Linked DNA regions of Danio rerio: region 1 is linked to region 2. A link is a contact called in public HiChIP or PLAC-seq data. All regions are on one chromosome and are shown on one strand. Each heading gives the region's core, a stretch centred on a gene start, on an enhancer-like site or on the middle of the called end of the contact. The rest is flanking DNA. Distances are from core to core; before and after follow the strand shown.

What was found. HiChIP or PLAC-seq counts read pairs in DNA pulled down with a chosen protein or histone mark.
Region 1: a contact with region 2 is called in an H3K4me3 HiChIP or PLAC-seq map of gastrula embryo, with 2.5 times the contacts expected there. The contact joins the promoter of xpo1b here to the promoter of slc18a2 in region 2. A contact is called at or near these places in 2 of 4 datasets of contacts at active chromatin or transcription factors (embryo and gastrula embryo).

Annotation. Positions count from the first base shown.
Region 1 is chr17:25,313,771-25,318,949 of GRCz12tu, reverse strand. It overlaps xpo1b (exportin 1 (CRM1 homolog, yeast) b), which reads right to left and starts at 2,453. Exons shown (of 25, transcript XM_073928519.1): 1 at 749-2,453; 2 at 347-478. The coding sequence starts at 775. LOC141378566 (a long non-coding RNA gene) reads left to right here and starts at 1,550. Exons shown (of 2, transcript XR_012393388.1): 1 at 1,550-1,633; 2 at 3,681-4,325.
Region 2 is chr17:25,134,817-25,140,092 of GRCz12tu, reverse strand. slc18a2 (solute carrier family 18 member 2) reads right to left here and starts at 3,968. Exons shown (of 16, transcript NM_001256225.2): 1 at 3,875-3,968; 2 at 3,417-3,594; 3 at 1,645-1,978; 4 at 681-739; 5 at 390-473. The coding sequence starts at 3,549.

The sequences.
Region 1 (5,179 bases), core at 1,204-3,703, 180 kb before region 2:
TTGTTTTCATCAAGTTTTCATAATCATCTTCGCTAGTAATATTGTAAATTACCTCAAAGTAGCTTGGTTCCATTAACGAGTTACATGATGTTTTATTTTAAAATACACTGCTGGTAAAGTGCAGACAGGGTTATATTTATCCAGTCTTTTGTCAAATGATCACCAAATTAATGCTTATTTCAGGACTCTTAGAATAATACTTTCCCTTTCAATCCATTTATTGTTATTTGTATTGACTATTTTATTATTTGATGTGCACTGGATAATTATCAGCTAATGTTATGTTATATCTTCAACACATACATCTGGTGCTGTATTTACCAATTTGTAAAATGATCTTACTTACCTGTGGCCCAACTCCATGGTACAGGCAGTTGACCACATTATCCAGCAGGTTGATATCCAATTTCTGGTTAAAGTCCAGCAGCTGTCTGGCTGCGTGGTCGGCTAACATTGTCATAATTGCTGGCATAGAGCTCTGTAGGGGACAGGGAGGAAACATCTAGCAGGGGCAAAGTCATGTCAAATGAACATATGGGTACAAAAATCCAAACAGCTGACCATTACGCCCCTCCCTCAACCAAACTCGGGATCACCCAAAAAGCCTTATATGTTCTAGCCTGTCAACACAGTAGTGCCTAATGGAGGGTTTAATCCTTAATAACAATAGGATAGGTTGGTGGCGTGATAAAGGTAACATGTTTGCAGCTTGGATATCCTGATGTGTGGAGAAACAAGAGACACTCACTGGGCTCATGATCATCACACCAGCCATTATTCTCTGAATGAGACCACGTGCTAGGCAGCCCTTTCGCTGACGACATTGTTTACATATAACAGAGGCGTAGCGTTACCGAGCGCTCTGCGTTAGTACACACTTTCTTTCTACTTTCATAAGACCACAACCACAAGACCTAATGCTGACTCGTAGTAGACTGAAGGACACTTGAATGGCCATTGCTCAAGCTAATTCAATTTGTACCCCGAAGCCAAACTGTTGCGTAACGAGGTAAGCATTACGGCCAAGAACCAAAAGAAGTTTGGCATCGGAGGAAATTTCAAGAATTTATTTAGACACGACAGTCAAGCTTTATGAGACCACGGGTCTCGCAGGCATAAACAAAGTGATGTGGTGTGCCATAACTAATCGTCAGTACTGCGCAACCTGTTGATTTACCCTCCTTTTCCACACATCACCTTATTTCATTCAGTAAGCTGTGACCACAATAGGATCTGTAACCCAACATAGAGCTACTAAGCATGCACACGTTTTCAAAACACAACTGGGTTGGACTAAGATAATGCCGCTTATGATGTTCTAGTTGTGTTGATATAGACTAGAACCCCTAATAATGCGTCGCTGTACATGACAGCAACTGCGTATGCATACAATCGTACAAAAGCGCTTGAATGGACGCTTTAGCGCGCGACTGACGTTAAAACGTCCAAGCAAACACCTCTTCCGTGAGAAAACACTGACGTTTCTGACGGACTACACCCGTTTTTGGATGACTTCTACGGGGGTGACTTTGCAAGGATCTCCCTCGCTGACTCTGGAGCAACCCCTCCCACCAACAGCATGCTCTGCACCCTACACCTGAAAGCTCTGCAGGCTTCACCAGCAGTAAACCAGGTAAGTAACACACTGTGGGTGCGTTATACGCGTTTAAATAACTAATGCTTTGGCTCTGGAACAGTCCGGAATGCGGTTTACAGTTGAATGACGCTCGCTAAACCCAAACAAGCGTGCTGCTGAAGTCTAACGTTAGCTCGTGATCGGAAGCGATGCAGTTGTTATTGTTATGATGTTACGTGAGATTAAAACTATTTTTCAAACGAACAAACCCCAAATATAACGTTACCATTTAGTCCAGCGTGACACCAGGAGCCATCACGCCACACACCCGCAACATCCAACAAACACTCAGCAGCACAACCAGCTCACTTTCTTTCGACTTCAACCTCCATACGTGCAATTTCTATTCATTTCAACACAATCTCACAGCATCATCATTCTCCAAACCAACCCAAGCACTCTAACTAGAAGTTTGCACCCCAAATTTACCTACCTAAAGTCCAAGCCTTTGAGAGAAAGAAGGTGGGCTTGTCTGCCAGAGTTGCTAAAATAATGTTTATTTGATCCAGTATCGCTGGTGCCTGTTTGTACACGCTTTCTGGAAAAAAAGCTTTAGGATGAGCCGTTGGCTGGTCAGCCACACTATTCCTCTGTGAAGACTACACGAGCTAGTAGCTTGATTTAAGGACCACTAGGATGTGAATTCCGCACCATCAATCACGGCGAGTTCAGTATTTTCTTACTCCGGTTCATTTTACGAAACAAAGTTAACCTTATTTCAGAAATGTGCTCTATACTTAAGTATATTTTGCACCAGGGCGGTATTAGAGTCTGAGCCTGTGCGCCTCTTCTTCTCACAAGCAACAAACTCGTAACCGGTTGAAACCGGTTCAGACTGGGAGATTCCATCTCGGTTTAGTTTTCAGCCGATGGCGCCGCGAAAAGTTTGGATTAACGTCACGCCCATGGCGGCCTGCTAATGGCCGTTGCGTTGCTAAGCACGTCCTCGCTCACACACCATTGGACGGCGAGCACGTCAATCAATCTATACTCTTTCTAGCGCCCACGCGACCGCTCCGCCCGTTTGGAGAAAAAGAAGGCAAACTGCGTGCAGAATGGACCTGTAATTCCTGATATTATTGCTCTCGTGTGTTTTGTTACTATTGTAAGGAAAAGCTAGTTTTAGCGTTAATAGTAACGTGTTTTGCACGACTCCGTCGATAAACATTCGCGTTTATATCCGCCGCGAGCTTTAATTTGATATTCCCCAGCAGTGCGCGTCTGATAATTGCATACATGCTCGGGAAAATGAATTTCAGGGTGGACTGAAGGAGATCGAGGGCATCGAGTCCGTGAGGCGGATGTTGGAGCTTGTACTTGTGCTGATTGTAAGCTGGTAATTTTCCACGAGCCACGAAGGGGAGTGGTTGTTCAGAGTCAGGGTATGAGACGCATGGCATGGGTCAGAGCTTGATACAATTGGCTTGTGATGGTCTCCATAAACTTAACTACCGCGAAATTGACTCCGGTATGGTTGTGATGGATGATAAACGCATCGAATCGCTCAAAAACATCATTATAAACAATCGGCGTGCTGTTTCATACAGACGTCAAACGCTCGCATGTTCACCCCCTCTTCGCTAGTCACGTGACGCAACGCCACTTAAACGTCAGTTGATGGAAAAATACTGGATTTTGTGTGCGCAAACTAATGTAGTGCCTGAACTGAACAAAGAATGAGAACAAGAATACATTGTCCTCTAGTCGAGCTGTCATTTAGGCTTAAATAAAACTTCGTTCCACAAGGTCACAGTGTCGAAGTCTTTCCGTTTAGTCCAGCATGTGGTCAGTATTACACACCTTCTGAAATGGCTAACTAAACAAGCAGTGTTACTGCACTTTAGGAATAGTAATTTTGTAAATGATATGCCCAACAACTGATCTCCCTTTTAGTAGAGGCCAGCATTTATTCCAGTGTTAGCTGGTGTTTAATTCAGCATTGCTGTTTTGTGCATTTAAATTGCTCCAGGTGTGATTTGATAATCAGCTGTTGTGTGAATCAGATCTATATTCATTACCTTTTGTTGTGTTTTATTATATGCAGGTCACATGCCGATGTAAACTTTGGAAGAAGAGATCAGTATGATGTGGCTTGAATGAATGTTTGTTTGTGAATCGTGTCTCAGTGTCTAGAAGTTTCTATGATATAGTTACTCATGTTTTCCAGGAATCAGAGTCAACTACTTTGTAACCCCTGTTCCAGTTTCTTTCTTTACAGCAGGTTTCCTGAAGTAATTAATAGATAGAGAATGGGTGTGTTTGGATAACACAGAGTAATATGTTGTGTTCAGTTGTGTGTCTTGTATTTAGTTTGAATTAAAGTGACAGTTCACCTGAAAATTGAAGAAGAAATTCCTCGTTTAAAAAATGTTGGAATACTTTGGTGGTCAACGGCTGCTGGGTTTTCGACATTCTTCAAAATGTCTTCTTTTGTGTTGAGGGTAATTATGAGAGAATTGTTTTTAAATTTTAGGGTGAACTATTTCTTTAAAACTCCAAAATTAAACACTAACTCTTTTAACGTTCACACATGGTGAATGTGCTCTTATTTTAGAAATGATAAGAAATCTCTTGTGTTTCTCAGGCTATGACTTCACTTTGTGTAAAAGAAAACTCACCATGCTTCATTTCTTTGTTGTCTCAGCTGTTTTGAATTATTTTGAGAAATACAATAAAGCATTGAAACTTCTCTGGAAGTCTGGTTTTGTTTATTGTGGGTTCCTGATCATGCATATGTACAAAGCATCAAAAGTATAACTGTGGCTGATGTGAAAACCTTGTATGCTTCCTATATTAAAGTGTGCCATTAATCAGCTCATTACAGAGGGTCTGAAAGTTAACAGGGTCAGGGGGCGAGTGAAAGAGGTCGTCCTGCCGAAGTGAGCTTAGGAGGGCTACACGTGCACTGTGGCACATACATGTGAATGAAATGGGCTGCTCTGTTTGGATTGGGCTGGATTGAGCCCGTTCCCACCGGTCCTACTAGTCCATTTACATGCATTATAATGACATCACCTGCTCCTCCCCTGTTTGACAGTTGTCATACTTGTGGTGTTTATGTACTGTCTAATAAACTGTTAATATTACCTTATTTATTGATTACATTTTTTTTAAATTGTTGTTTAGCAAATTGGTCACTATAGACAAACAATAAAACTAGACTGTAAAAATCCTGGTCGTCTTAAATTTTTAAGCTAAATGAAATTAACCTTATGAGTTCATTAAACTTGTTTTGTTGAACTGACTTAAAACAGCTTGTGCAACTTACACAATTAAGTTGGAACTTGAATAACTTAGTTTAATAAGTTATAATGAACTAAAAAAAAACACTATTATGACAAATTGATCATGTTTATTTTTTACAGTGTAGTTACTTGAAATAAAATAGAAATCATTTACTCACCCTTCCCTTGTTCAAAACCTATTTGATTTTCTTCCTTCTACACCAAAGAAGATATTTTGAAAAATGCTGGTTGCTGGTCCCCATTTACTTTAACAGGAATCTTTTTTCCTATTAAGGAGTTTGATGGGTGCCGGGCAGCA
Region 2 (5,276 bases), core at 2,719-5,218:
GTCTATCCAGATCTAAGATCTGTAACCCTTTAACAGGCATTGTAACCAGCTGGTTAACCTTTTGTCCATAAATTATCATTATCATAGATTATCATAATATTTATCAGAGTTGTGTCAGTATATTATCTAATTCATGTGTGCGCTAAAAAAAAAAAAAAACATTTTCAAGTAGTGCACCTTAAAGGGTTAAATGAGAATGGGATCCATTTTACACTACTGTCATTATCAGCAGATGTTTGCATACAGAATTCAAAGAAAACCAAAGTCAAATGCAATTCAGTGCACTCAGGTTTGCAAAATATGCTAAATAAGGCATCATAAAGAATTTCATTGCAGCATTTGACAGGTTTTTTTTAAATTCTAACATAACATTGCACAAAACATGTTACCTGCCACAGAAGAACAGGACGAGCCAACACCTTGCAGAGATCTGGCCAAAAACAGCAGCGTGTAGCTTGATGAAAAGGCAAACACTTCACACAGAATAAAACCCAGACAGAAGAAAGAGGAAAAGTAGATCCATTTATCGTATGAATATGACACACCAGAGAGTTTAGCTGCTGTTATCATACTTTAAAATCATGCATTGCACATCTGCAAGATCTTCTCAACTGCTTTCTCTTAGAAATTAGATTAATGTTAAAAGCAGCATTAAAAATATATATGTTTTATGTACTCACTGATCGTAGAAACAAACATGATGCAGAAACCAGCAAACATTGGGATCTGGTATCCTATTCTGCAATTACAGATAAGAAATGCTTCAGGGATGTATCGAATAAAACGCAAAACTTTTAAGTGCATCAGCATTTTTTTTTTCACAAACATTTTGAAGTGAAATGTTTTGTTACATGTTGCAGTGTTTCACTGAAAAGAAATATGTTGTGATTAAGTTGTAAAGACTGGATGAAAAGTTTTTTTGGAATATTTATATGAAAAACTATTTTAAATCAATTCAATTCATGTTTATTTCTATAGCGCTTTCACAATCTGGACTGTGTGTCAAAGCAGCTTAACATAAAAGTTATAGTTAATTGAAACTGTCAGTCCAGTTTTCAGAGTAGAAAATTTAAGTATTTTAAAATATTGAAGTTTTTAAAATTTATGTTCAATTCAGTGTGTTGCTGTTTTTTGTAGCTGCGGATGTAAAATTTACTGACAAAATATTCATTAAATATTCATTTTCCCAATAGTCAGGCATCTCCTATAAGAAAAGATGCTGTTTTACTACAAGAATTATAAAATATAATGTGTTTTTGTGTATTTTTTTTGCTTCTTTGTCAAATTCTGTGAAAAAAAAACATTGGTGTATCATTCGTGTACACTGATTTTGTAATATATTATGGTTGAATAACTCTGACATGAAGCCACCGGTTTGCTCTAGTGGGATCCATTCAGTGCTGTGGTGCCAAATTTAGCTGGATTGGCCAAATCTGAGCATGTGAAGATATGACGGCACATGCACGAGTGATCACACTACTGCTGATCATTGAATAGATAGAGCTGTAGCAGAATAGCACAGCAATATTCAACTTACTTACACTCCATTTACACTCAACACACACACAAATGTCATGCAATCCCATCCTGCTTTTAAGAGAAACACTGCTGTGTTTTTTTTTTAAGTTAAACTAGCGGCTGTACCTGTTGGTTAGTGGTCCTATGAAGGGGTTAGTGATTAGCTGTACTGTTGCTTTAGAGGCAAACAACAGACCCACTTTCACATTCTCGTTCAGAAGCTGGTCATCTGCTTTGGGACAGTCGGACTGGTTTTGAGGGCTCACAAAAGTAGGAGCCAGGCTCATTGGACCAGCTGTGCTCATCTGCGGGCTGAAGCCTGTCACACGTGTGGTGTTGTCATACAAAGACACAATGCTCTGAAAGGTGCTCGATGGAGAAAGAGGGGTCATGGAGTGATTCTTAACCATCTGAGCAGCCTCGTCGTCCACTGTGTACAGGTAACTTGGGATAATAGGCACTAGAGAGATGAAATAGAGGAAACAACATAACCACCGTGCTGAAAAAAACATTAGAAACCATTCAAGAATTTGTATTTCTTTCAATGGTTCAAATGGAAGTTACATTGGTTTTAATGGAAAAATAATGAGTCCCTAGTTTTATCTTATTGGCGACATGTTAAAGCTAATTAATTTTAAGGAATGTGTCTTAAGCGCACAAGATACCATTAACATGTTTTATTGATTGAAGTCTGGTGGTTTTTAATGTATTTAATAGCATTTTTAAACCATTAGAGCCTCTTCTGTGTTTGTTTTAATCATTATTGTATTCATTCGACTTGTTCATAACCTGTTCAGAAAACCACAGATCAGATTTAGACAGCTAGAAACGCTGTTTAACACTTATTTGCTCGAAAAAGTGCAGTGCGACGATTTATCAAGCTGTATGAGACCACATTTGACCTTTCACGTGAACAATTGGGTCTGCTTAGATGCGTTTGACATTATCAAGCGTAAATAACCCACAGGGACACCGTGTGCGATAACGCTCGAAAGCCTCTTCACTCAACACTTGTGCCAAAGAACGACAGGTTCATTTTTCACTTGGGTCCATCTGTATTTACACACACACAACGTATTCATCGTGTGTATTTCTAGCTTAATTGCCGTCCCCGTTTCTTGGCTCGCGGACGTGAGAACAAATAGAGACAGTTTAGCGCGCGTCAGTGTCACATTCAATGAGAGAGCGCGCGCGCGGATGGAGATCGGGCAGCGCTCGAGGACATGATACCTTAATTCAGGGACAGTTTGGAGTTTACAATCGCGTAGCATCGACAAATGCATTTCGTGAATTGTCTGTCGCGTATTAAAATGTTAGCCTGTTATTTCACTTTTTAATGCATTTTTAAGTTGGGGAAATATTTTTAATCAAACATCAATGTTTACGGTTTTAACGTGTATTCATCAGCCTAATTAACATACACATTGTTACTGGATCAATAAGGGTGTTCAACCAGGAATAATCTACAATCTTGGTTAAATCACGCATATTCTAGTCACATTATTATACGCCGTCGAGAATTAGAAATATTTTTCTTCTGCTTTTTTTAGTATGTGTAGCCTAGAAATGCATGCATAAATAATGCATAAATAAAATATAGCAATTTAATTTTAAGGTCCGTGCTTATTCGACTTTTTGAGAAAAATGGAAACCATCTATGTACTGGTTTTAATGGTTACATTTATCTAGTTTGTGATATTTGTATTGGAAACCATAGATAACCAAGATAACCAAGATATTATGTGATGCTCTGTTGTTTTATTTTCAGCAGGACTATTCAATATTCACTGACAATATATGAGGTGATATATATAATGCCTTATGTTTTTTAGCACTTTGCATGCATGTTTGGTGTGTGCTCGCACATGTAACAGGTGTGTGAACAACACAGCACTCACCGACCACCGTCAACAGCATGTTGTCCAAGAGCAAAGCAATGAAAACGATCAACAGAATCAGCCTCCGAGACTGTCTTTCTTCTCTTAGCCATGTTAATAAACTAAAATCTCTAAGAGCATCAAATAGTCCCATTTTAAATATAAAAATCCAACTGCCAGAGAGCGAGGGAGAAATAACCTGCAACAGAGCAAGAAAACGAGTGTCAAAGACCACAGTGACATCTAATAAGGCAAAATGTGTTTAATGATCCTGCAAAGAGAGGCGCCCGAGGAGATGGCCATTGTAAGGAAAACGACAAATATTTAAGTATAAACAAAGCATTAAAATATAAATGCGTGCACTTGAGCACTCTGAAAATTATAAACTACCAACTCAGTTTTTATTTTAAATATAAGTCTAAAATTATGGGCTGAATTATACATCGAAATAGATATATTCAGAATTTGATCATTCTTACCTTATAAGCACATTTGCATTGAGCTTTGCTGTCAGATCCCGGGTGAAAGGCACGCTGGATGCGGAGCGTTTTAGTTGCTTGACTGGTGTTTGACGTCACGCTGTTTCACAGAGATCTCAAATGGGGTGTGCTGTGCCACGAACGAATTAACCATCACAGTCACACACACACACACACTCACACACAAATAAAAGATAGACAGGACCACCTTATTTGCTTTTATTTTGTATATTTTACCCATTTATTCAAAACATATACCAACATATGTTTGAGGTCTTCAGAAAGTTCTCTTTAGGAAGTTCTTTGAAGGCTATGCATGCTTTTATTGTGTGCAGATAGAATAGTCTCCACACGGTCATGTATGTGCTTTAAGATTATGATGCTGTTGTTTTAATCAGCTTGACTGGTCTTAGGAAGTTATTTACAGAAGGAAAGCTGCATTCACTTGTTGAGTTTAAACAAACTGTTTGGCATCGGTAAAGTATCCAAATGCATCATCTAGTTTAACCAAAAGTCTCCTTTTCAGCAGTTTTACATTAGCGCCATCTTGTGGCGGTGGAAGATATGAGATGTTACATTTATTATTTTGGTTTTTCAAGTCTGTTCCTGGAACTCCACTGTTTTGCTAATTTCCTCGCCAACGCTAATAAAACACACCTGAACCAGGTAACCAAAGTCATTAAAATCACTAGAAACTGCTGGTTCAACTCAATTATAGATGATTGAGTTCATAAAATGAAAGGTTCTTAAATGAAAGCAGTTTCCATAAAGAACCTTTAACATCTATTGAACATGTCAGTTGCACAAAAAGTTAGCAATAAAGGTTTCTGTAGATCGAAATGTACTTTATGCTAAATTGGCTAAATCGGGTGGTTTGGAAGACCCACCCCACACTGACAATGGTTCAGAATCTGTCTCATACATGAGCTTATTTGTCTTACTTTTACTACTATGCCAACATAAATAGTGAAAATAACCTATTGAAAAAGGCTTTAAGACTGCTGGCTGTCACTTCAGTGTAACTTAAGCTAATCAGGTTTGGCCAACTCTAACAATTACTTTTCATGAGTCCAACATTTATCTGTGAAACGCAAGCTAAGTCATCTTCCGCTACTGTATTGTTTTTAAATACAGAAAATTTTACAAGTAACTAAATATTATTATTTATATTTTAATACTTTTTTATTCAAAAGGCCAAATTCTGACTGAGGAAAATTGAATGCGCTGGCCAGTTTGATATTTACCTATTGAATGTGTAACGGAGGGTCTGACACAGAGGGACCCATTTGCGGTATATTTGTTAAACAGAGTTTAATACAAACAGCACACAGATGTTAAGCGTGTGCAAACTCACATAAAACACAGTTGTAGTTAGTCGAAGGGCTGGCGGCTGGCTAACACA